2 separate regions of the Sus scrofa genome follow, and region 2 is linked to region 1. The links are chromatin contacts, called in public Hi-C maps. All regions are on one chromosome and are shown on one strand. Each heading gives the region's core, a stretch centred on a gene start, on an enhancer-like site or on the middle of the called end of the contact. The rest is flanking DNA. Distances are from core to core; before and after follow the strand shown. Region 1 holds the start of MTERF1 (transcription termination factor 1, mitochondrial). Region 2 holds the start of RBM48 (RNA-binding protein 48).

The links. Hi-C and Micro-C count contacts between places; a contact is called where the count stands out from the background.
Region 2: a Hi-C map of embryonic fibroblasts shows a contact between it and region 1, with 3 times the contacts expected there. The contact joins the promoter of RBM48 here to the promoter of MTERF1 in region 1. A contact is called at or near these places in 2 of 5 promoter capture datasets (fetal liver and liver) and 12 of 47 Hi-C or Micro-C datasets (alveolar macrophages, blood, embryonic fibroblasts and 6 more).

The regions. Positions count from the first base shown.
Region 1 is chr9:71,852,318-71,856,615 of Sscrofa11.1, reverse strand. MTERF1 (transcription termination factor 1, mitochondrial) reads left to right here and starts at 2,756. Exons shown (of 6, transcript XR_002347027.1): 1 at 2,756-2,827. It overlaps LOC102157861 (a long non-coding RNA gene), which reads right to left and starts at 2,671. Exons shown (of 3, transcript XR_305521.3): 1 at 2,581-2,671; 2 at 839-1,064.
Region 2 is chr9:72,443,246-72,447,601 of Sscrofa11.1, reverse strand. RBM48 (RNA-binding protein 48) reads right to left here and starts at 2,791. Exons shown (of 5, transcript XM_003130141.5): 1 at 2,648-2,791; 2 at 1,920-2,110. The coding sequence starts at 2,791. It overlaps PEX1 (peroxisome biogenesis factor 1), which reads left to right and starts at 2,884. Exons shown (of 23, transcript XM_021102380.1): 1 at 2,884-3,234. The coding sequence starts at 2,986.

The DNA of each region.
Region 1 (4,298 bases), core at 1,507-4,006:
AAAACCCATGTACCATCTAATGTCACAATGGTTTCAGAAAAAAAAAGAGAATTGTAATAGATATGTGACAATATAAATATGACTTAAAAACTGAGTTACTTTAGCCTTTATTAAAACCCCAGAAAGATGAAAAGTTTAGAACAGTTTTTAGGAGGAAAAATTCTCCTCTACCATGTTGCTACTACATCTCCTCTCTTTCCCTCTTTGTTCCTTCATCATTGCTTACTCCTTGCCTCTAGTCTTTTCACACACAACCCCCAGTGTTTCCAACCAACCTTCTCTTTCTTAATTACATCAGTGTGGTAGGGTCTTAGGTAAGGTATGGTCTTGGGAAGCATGCAGAGGAGCAGACAGCACTTAGGCTGAGAGCAAGACCAATCCTAGAAATGAACTCCAGGAGGGCAGGGCTTTGTTTTCCACTGTATCCTCCCATCCTGAAAAAAAGAGTGGGAGGGTATAGTGACAGTGAATAAAAGAAGGCAAGGTACATACAGGTTCCAGTCTAACACACCACCAATGACAACCAAGTAGTAGTCATTGCTCTTATTGGAGATAATGACAAAGTCGCACAAATCATTAATGATTAAACCTCTGCAGAAGTATGAGAAGGAAAAAATTTATCAATAATACACCACCATAATCTAATCATTATTATACTTTCGTTATTCTTGTCAGTATTTCATAGCATGCATTTAAAATATATTTGGAAAAATGTTTTTGGAATCAGAAAATTTTGGATAGGAAATATGGAACTTATTTTCAAAAGAACCAATCTCCTTTGCCTATAAGGCATCACAAAAAGCAAATAGTGAAGTTGCTTAAGTAAGTCTGAAATAACCTTTGATAGGAGTTCCTGCTGTGGCCCAGTGGGTCAAGGATCCAGCGCCTTCTCTGCGATAGCAGGGATATGCTGTGTAAATCACAGTAGACTACTTGTCAAGGAGGTATAAAACATGCATTCTCTTGCTGGCTCCTACTCTAAGGGTTTCAGTGTCTCATCTGTAGAAGGAGAATTGAAGCTCCATAATTCCAAAGCTCTTCTTAAGTCTGAAGTTTAATGATTCCTACAAAAGAGATTTTACTGTTTTACATTCTGATTGTAAGGCAGTTTTTAGATATAATATTTACATATTTATGTACATAAAGTTATACATTTACATACACTAGTAAATATTAACTGGAATATAGGAGATCCTTCCATGCAGAAATAGATTTTAAAAATTCACATAAAGAGACCATTTCTAACTTTTCAGAACTTTTTTTTGGCCGCACTCGTGGCACATGGAAGTTCTGGTGCCAGGGATTCAACCTGGGCCACAGCAGCGACCCAAGCCGTGCAGTGATAACAGTGGATCCTTAACCCTCTGAGCCACAAGGGAACTCCCAGGACTATTTGTCTTTTAACCTAGGAGAACTGTAGTAAATAGTTTCACTTAGCAGATGGCCATTATTAGCAATTTAAAGACCCAAAGATAAACCTTTACTCCTATAAACCAACAAAAGGGAAGGTTACTTCAAAAGAAAGTGGCAACAACAAACCAGCTGGGAGTCATCTAGTGAAGATAAAACATTAATTGGTTTGTTGGTGCAGAAATCGGATGAAGAAAATTCTACGAATTATGCTCCTACACAGAGGAGGGTAATGCAGTAAATTCTTCCTTGCAGTGGAATTCAGGATCAACTTCCTTTGTTCTTCCAAGGGCCAAACTAACACTTTCTCCAGAAAATAACTTGGCATCCTGAGTATTATTTCACTGACCTATGCATAAACCTTCTTTTGGGGCTAAGAGTGAGACTGACGGGACCTGGAAGTTTTTAGGCAAAACCTTCAGAGGTGACAAAACCGCACTGGCTGAGAAGAGATGAAGTTTCTGTTGAAACTTTGATTTAAATAGCTCAAATTTGTGGAATTCCCATTGTGGCTCAGTGGTTACCGAATCCGACTATTATCCAACTAATATCCATGAGGACTGGGGTTTGATTCCTGGCCTCACTCAGTGGGTTCAGGATCTGGCATTGCCACGAACCGTGGTGTAGGTCGTAGACGTGGTTCAGTTCCGCAGTGCGGTTCAGTTCCGTAGACTGGCAGCTACAGCTCCGCTCTGATTTGACCCCTACTCTGGTAACCTCCACATGCCGCGGGTGCGGCCCTAAAGAGACAAAAAAGATCAAAAAATAAAAAATAAATAGTCCAGATTTGTCACAATTTCAAAACAATCAGAAGTAATTCATGTTGCACGCACTTAAATCGAAGCACACTAGAGTCGCTTCCCAGCCTGAAAGCTGCAATTGAATTCTGATTAGAAGCCACACTTGAGGATTTCCAAGGCACTTCAACAAGGAAATTTGGGGCTGTTCACAGGCGTTTTCCTGTACCAAACACCGAGGTGTTCAATCGCATCATGTTAACCACATTAATAAACATAATTATCCTATCAGGGTGCAAAATTCATGTATATAATAATGACTTTCCCATCGCTTGTCGCCTGCAAGCAATGGATCCCTGCAGCAACTCTCGGCCTAGGGCCGGGTCTAGAGAAATTTTATGGCCGCGCTCCGCCCTCCAAAATCCTCCCTTACCGCTCGGCTCCGGCGACCACCGCGGTCTCCTGCTGCCCCCTGCCGGGCTCCTCGCGTCAGGCTACGGAGGACAACCGCGCGGCCGCCGGAGGTGGGGGGGGGGTTACTGAGCCACGTTGTGACGTCACCTCTGTGCGCGGCCCTTGGCCGGAAGTTATTCTTATTCATTTCCGCTTTTCGGTCACGCTCTAGACGCCAGAGGCGGAAGTAAAGCCATGTACAGCGCCTGTTTACCGTCGAGGTGGAGGTCGGTGACTCGCTGCCGCTGTGCCTTTTGTTTTTAGAACCAGGACTGAGTGACTGTTATGGATAGCAGAGTCCCATTTCTGTGCAGCCCCTTGCAGTTTCCTTGTGGGAGGAAGAGGGATGGAAGAACTCGTGGAATAGAACCCGTGGAAATACCATAGTTTTGAGTTAACGACTCACCTGGTGTTCGAACCTTGCTTTCGCTAGTTGTCAAGCTAGTAAGGGGGCTCGGCGCTTTTTCTGATTTTGTAGTTTTAGGAATGATGCCTACCATTTAAGTTGTGGGTTTAAGTAAGATAATGTGTGTGAAGCACTTAGTTCTGGTTTTACAAATTATGCTTGTGATTTTGGTACCTTTTCCCTTCACACTGGGGCTTGTACTTGCCATTTTCTTTTAAGTATCTCTGAGAGATACTTGGTGTACCAGAGGTTATGCATCTCAAGAAGACATTATGCAGTGTTAGCTGAGATTGATCTCTTTAATTTGTTTTATGAGGTCCTGACGATATTTTGTACCCCTTTTTATTTTTCCATTTCTAGGGACAGCTGTTTTTCAGGTTTTTTTGGAGGAATGCAAAGTCCTCTATCCTTAAGACAAATGAGGTGAGAAATGCACTGCTGTAAAGATCTCCAAACTTAGTTCATTTTGTCAAAAGAAGACCAATTGGAATGTAGTATTCTGGAACCAGTAATTACCTATTTCCATTAAAACCTCCTTTGGGGAATTGTGTAGCAGAGGGGAATGTAAATCCTCTTTCACTCCTTAGACCTCACAAGTTGGAGGTACAGATACTTTCAGTATATTTGTTAATTTTGTTCTTTAGTCTTTGGAATAATGGCTTTGGTTATTTAAAAGTGTCAATTTGAGGGAGTTCCCTGGTGGCTCAGCAGTTTAAGAATCCAGTGTTGTCACTGCTGTTGCCAGGGTTCCATCCCTGGCCCTGAAATAGTTGCAGACTGAGGGTGTGGTCAAAAAAACCCAAAACAACAACAAAAAAAAACCCCAAAAACAAGCCCCCAAAAAGTCAGCTTGAGAGACAGATGGAAATAAATATGGAATATTAATTATTTTTGCTATTTGTAGATTGAAGCAGTTTGTGCTTCTTGCATTATACTGTTTAAATATTTATTCACTTTATTAGATGTAATAGAATTGTTTTGAATGGAGATCAGGTGCTCCATTGATCAAATCAATCAAATGAAATTGATATTTATCAGGCTTAAGTTTTTGTTGAAAACTGAAAAACAACTGTATTCCATCCCCCCCCCGTATATATTAATGTCCCCCTCCCCTTCTTAGGTAAGTGGTATTATCTTAGCCATACTGTTAAGCAGTTTGCCACTTAGAATATCTTGGACATCTTTCTTTTGTGTTTGATCAGTCTTAGTTTTTAAAGTTGACTGTATAGCATTATATTGTATAGATATACCACAATTTATTAATCATTCTACTATTGGGGACCATTTGGTTT
Region 2 (4,356 bases), core at 1,542-4,041, 590 kb before region 1:
TGGCCTTGCTCAATGGGTTGGAGATCTGGCACTGTGAGCTGTGGTGTATATCGCAGACACAGCTGTGGTGTATATCGCAGATCCCGCCTTGCTGTGCCAGCAACTGTAGCTCCGATTCAACCCCTAGCCTAGGAACTTCTATGTGCCGCAGTGTGGCCCTAAAAAGCAAAAAAATAAATAAAAAGCAAAGTCCAGGTTTTGCCAAGTGTATATACATCTTATACTTAGGGAATAAGAATTTCTGCTTGTGGACAGCATGACTCTACTGATCCAGTGCCTACTCTTAGAGCCTTTCTTTCCCTCTCCCTAGTCTTAATAGGTTTCAAGTCATCCATACCTATCCAGACTCCCTTTAACCAATACTGGATCCAGCTGGTTGGCCTGAGGTACACAATCTGTGGTTATGAAATAGAGATTTTTCTCTATGTTAAATGGCTCTTGAGCGTTAGCTCATACTTATTTTAGCCTTTTTGGCACAATGTGTTCCTATAATGGGATTCATATTTAAGAAATTAATAAAATATTGAAATTGTAACATTCAATAATGGAGGAAATATTGAATATATAACAATCAATGAGAATGGTATTCATTCAACAAATAATTTTTAAACATCTGTGACTGGCCAGGAATTACTACAATAAATAAGCACTTCAGTGCCCAGGGAAAATGATAAATACTTACTGAGATTTTACCACATCCCAGGCAGTGACCAAAGTGCTTAAGTGCTTCTCTTGAATTAACACAACAACCCTCTGATGAAACTGAAGCCTAGAGAGATTTATAACTTGGCCATTCTCACATTAGCTTTTGGAGCTAAGATTCAAATCCAGATGTCACACTGCATGACCTACTGTACCAGGTGGAGTGAGAGATGCAAAACTCCTTAAAATACACAATGAGAAAATATCCCTAACCATGAGGAGCTGACAAATTGGTTAGGGTAGTGAGATTATATATAACGGCAACCTGAGAACAACACACGATGACATTAACCCAAGTGATTTATGGCAGAAAGACTACAAGGGCTATCTGTAGCACAGAAAAGAAAATATGAATTCTAACAGCCAAGAGAAGATGGGTCTTGGAGCCTATCAATAAGAATAGGAGTCAACATAAAAAGAGCCAAGGCCCCAAGTAGAAAGGAAGAAGAGGGTTAAATTGGGGATTTGGGATTAACAGCTACACACTACTATATGTAAAACAGATAAACAACAAGGACCTACTGGTTAGCACAGGGAACTCTATTCAATATCCTGCAATAACTTATAAAGGAAAATAATTTGAAAAGGAATGTGTGTGTGTATACACACACAAATAGGTATATGTGTGTGTGTGTGTATAACTGAAACACTTTGCTGTACACCTGAAAGGTTGTAAATCAACACTTTCATTTTTTAAAATGAGGGAAAAAAGAGATAGGGCATTTCGTACTTAATTGTTGGAGAAAATTTTATGTTATATAGAAGGAGATTCAATTACACAGGTCCATAAAATAAGAGATCCAATACCTAATGTTTACTGCCTTCTGAATAGAAGGCACTGTGCTAAGCCCTATACATGGATCCATGTCATCCTCACACAACCTCCGTAAGTAGGTCCTTTTACCATACTGGTGTCTAAAGAATAAGAAAACAGTCTTAATGGGGTCAAGTAACCTGTCCATGGTCATGATGTTAGTAAACAGTGAAACTTGAAAATTTACTCCCAAACCAATTTTTAATCTACCATACTACACACACAAAAAAATTGTTAAGCATGGGAATGACGTGATAGAAAGAGTTTGGTAGGGCTAACATTTAAAAAGACTAGAAGAATACAGGGTCATGTTAGTTACTGGGTAATTCAGAAATGAATGAGGGAGGCCAAATGTAGGCAACGGGAATGGAGAAAATGAGACACTGTTTAACTTGCATATTACCTTGCACTTTGTAAATTGAGAAATTTAATAAGATAAACTTCTGTAAAGTCTTCTGCTGGGTATTCATCTAGAGCATTATACTGTTCAATTGCACCATACAAAGCAAATCGCTCAACTAATTCCTTCATGGCTCCGACTGCAGGAACTCCTTGTATTAATAAGTACCGAGATTCCAAATTGATCGTGTAAACCTATAAGAAATCAGACACATTAAATGTATTTCACAAAGAAGCCTGGGACAAATCTAATCCTATATTTTTTTAAAGTTGAAAAAAACACCTTTCGACTGGTTTGCATAAAAACAGGAAATCTAAAAACTTGCCCCTCTCTCTACATAATGAATAGTTTACCCTTCTTGCAAAGGCCTTTAGCTAAAGCACGTAACATTATCTTCCATCAATGTGTTTTCCACAAATTAGCTCGGTAGAAGTTACAGGGACGAGTTAACAAGTATTCGCTGAGCGTTTACCATGTAACAAGGACCACTGTAAACACGGAAGATACAGTGACTGAAACACAGCCCTCTTCTCACGGAGCTGAGGTTCTAGCAGTAGACTAAAGAGCACTCAAGCATCTTTGGTACTTGAGTACCAGCGTTTTTCATATTCTTCTTCAGTTAATCGATGTGACCGCAGCCTCTCAAGATGTTATTTACGTAAGCTGGGCATGTGAAGCTGGAACTCACAGAAAGCTACCGGGGATAGCGATTGAAACCAAAGTCACTTTACCCTGACAGCGCGAGGGCGGCGCCCCTCTCGATACTTGGCCCGCGAGTCGCATACAGCCCTTTGGACGTGGTGATCGAATAAGCCTCCTAGCTGCCCGCCGCTCAACGCCATCTTGCCGGTGTTATCCCTCGCGAACGACAACATCCGCCCCGTTGCCCCACCGTTTACCCAATAAGAGAGAGGGGTGAGTTAAGGCGTTCCGAGATTGGCTGAAGAATCGACACCGTCGGCCATCGTTTCCTGTGAGCGAGGATTTGGTGAAGAACGTGTCGCCCCCCAGCGGCGCGGCGGAAAGGCCCTGAGAACAGGCGCAGGCGTGCTGGCCCCTCCCGCTCCGGATGCGCCGCGGGGCCTTAGGGGGCGGGGCCGATCGATCGTCTCCGGGTCCGACGCCCGCGACCTGCGGGGTTGGCCCGGGAAAGATAGGTTGGGCGGCTGGGGGTCGGTGCCTGCAGACAATGTGGGGCGGCGATCGCCTGGCGGGTGCTGGCGGAGGCGGGGCGGCCGTGACGGTGGCCTTCACCAACGCTCGCGACTGCTTCCTCCACTTGCCGCGGCGCCTTGTGGCCCAGCTACACCTGCTGCAGGTAAGGCGCCCGCTTGGTGCCGGGCTCTCACCACCGACTTGGGACAGCTGCTGGCCAGTCTGCGGTCGGCCGAGACCCAGGCCTTTTAGGGACGCAGCGGCCGCTCAGGCCTCTCCCGGCGGCGGGATTAGGGCTGCTTTCCCAGCCCCGCCGACCGGTTCAGAGGCCACACTGAGGACCCCTTGCGGGCAGGGCTGGCCTGGGCGCTCTTGACAGCCACATCACGTCTAGTGCAGCACGGCTTCTTTGAGTTGACCTGCTGTATTCCAGGTCTTTTACTCGCCGGAACTGGGCTTTGAAACGCCCCGATATTCTCCCTCTTCGTTCAACTATTCCTCACTCCAGGTTGGAAAAGCTCTTGAGAAGTCGGGTTTGTTTGTCTTTTGGGATTCTGTTCTGTTTTGTTTCATTATTAGAAAACGTTTTTCCTGCCAGCGATTTCCAGGTGCTTGCATGGCTGTGGTCCCGGCCTTCAGAAAGAGGGGCGGACTTGGTTTGTGAAGTCTCTATTGGTTAACAGAGGTGGAGCCCTGTGTCCCACGAGCGGGATAGATTAATATGAACCTTCTTCCTGTGTCTCCAAACACCTCCGGGGTGCTCCAGGAATGTGCTGTGGGAGTATGCATACTTGGTCATAGGTAGTTAGAATTCCTTGAACCTCTGTTTTCACTTGCGCTCTGCACCTTGTGGTTGTGGCGGTTCATAGCTCTAACACTTGCATGGTTACAGAGATGCAACATCTGTATTTTCCTAATTGTAAAGTGGAGACACCTGGTTTACGAGTTTGAGCGTGCTTGCTTAAGGGGCTAAAAGGATAGGCTGTTTGAAATCTTCGAAAATCCTGAATGCATAGTACCCACTGGTTTGCAGTAATTTCAACAGTTTGCAATAATTTCAAATATCTCCCTTTTCCATTTTAGCTACTTCTCTGTAACTCCTTTTCTAGAGTATTTTCCCCTATCTTTCATAGCACATTAATTTCAACAGATCCTGCCATTATTTCTTTTACTATAAAGTAGGCAGTCTCTTGGCCCTGATAAGCTTCCTTCTGGCTGGAGATGAGTTAGTTATTATCACCTGGTCCCAGGTAGCTGCTCCCTGCCCTGTGCTTTCAGCTTTGAT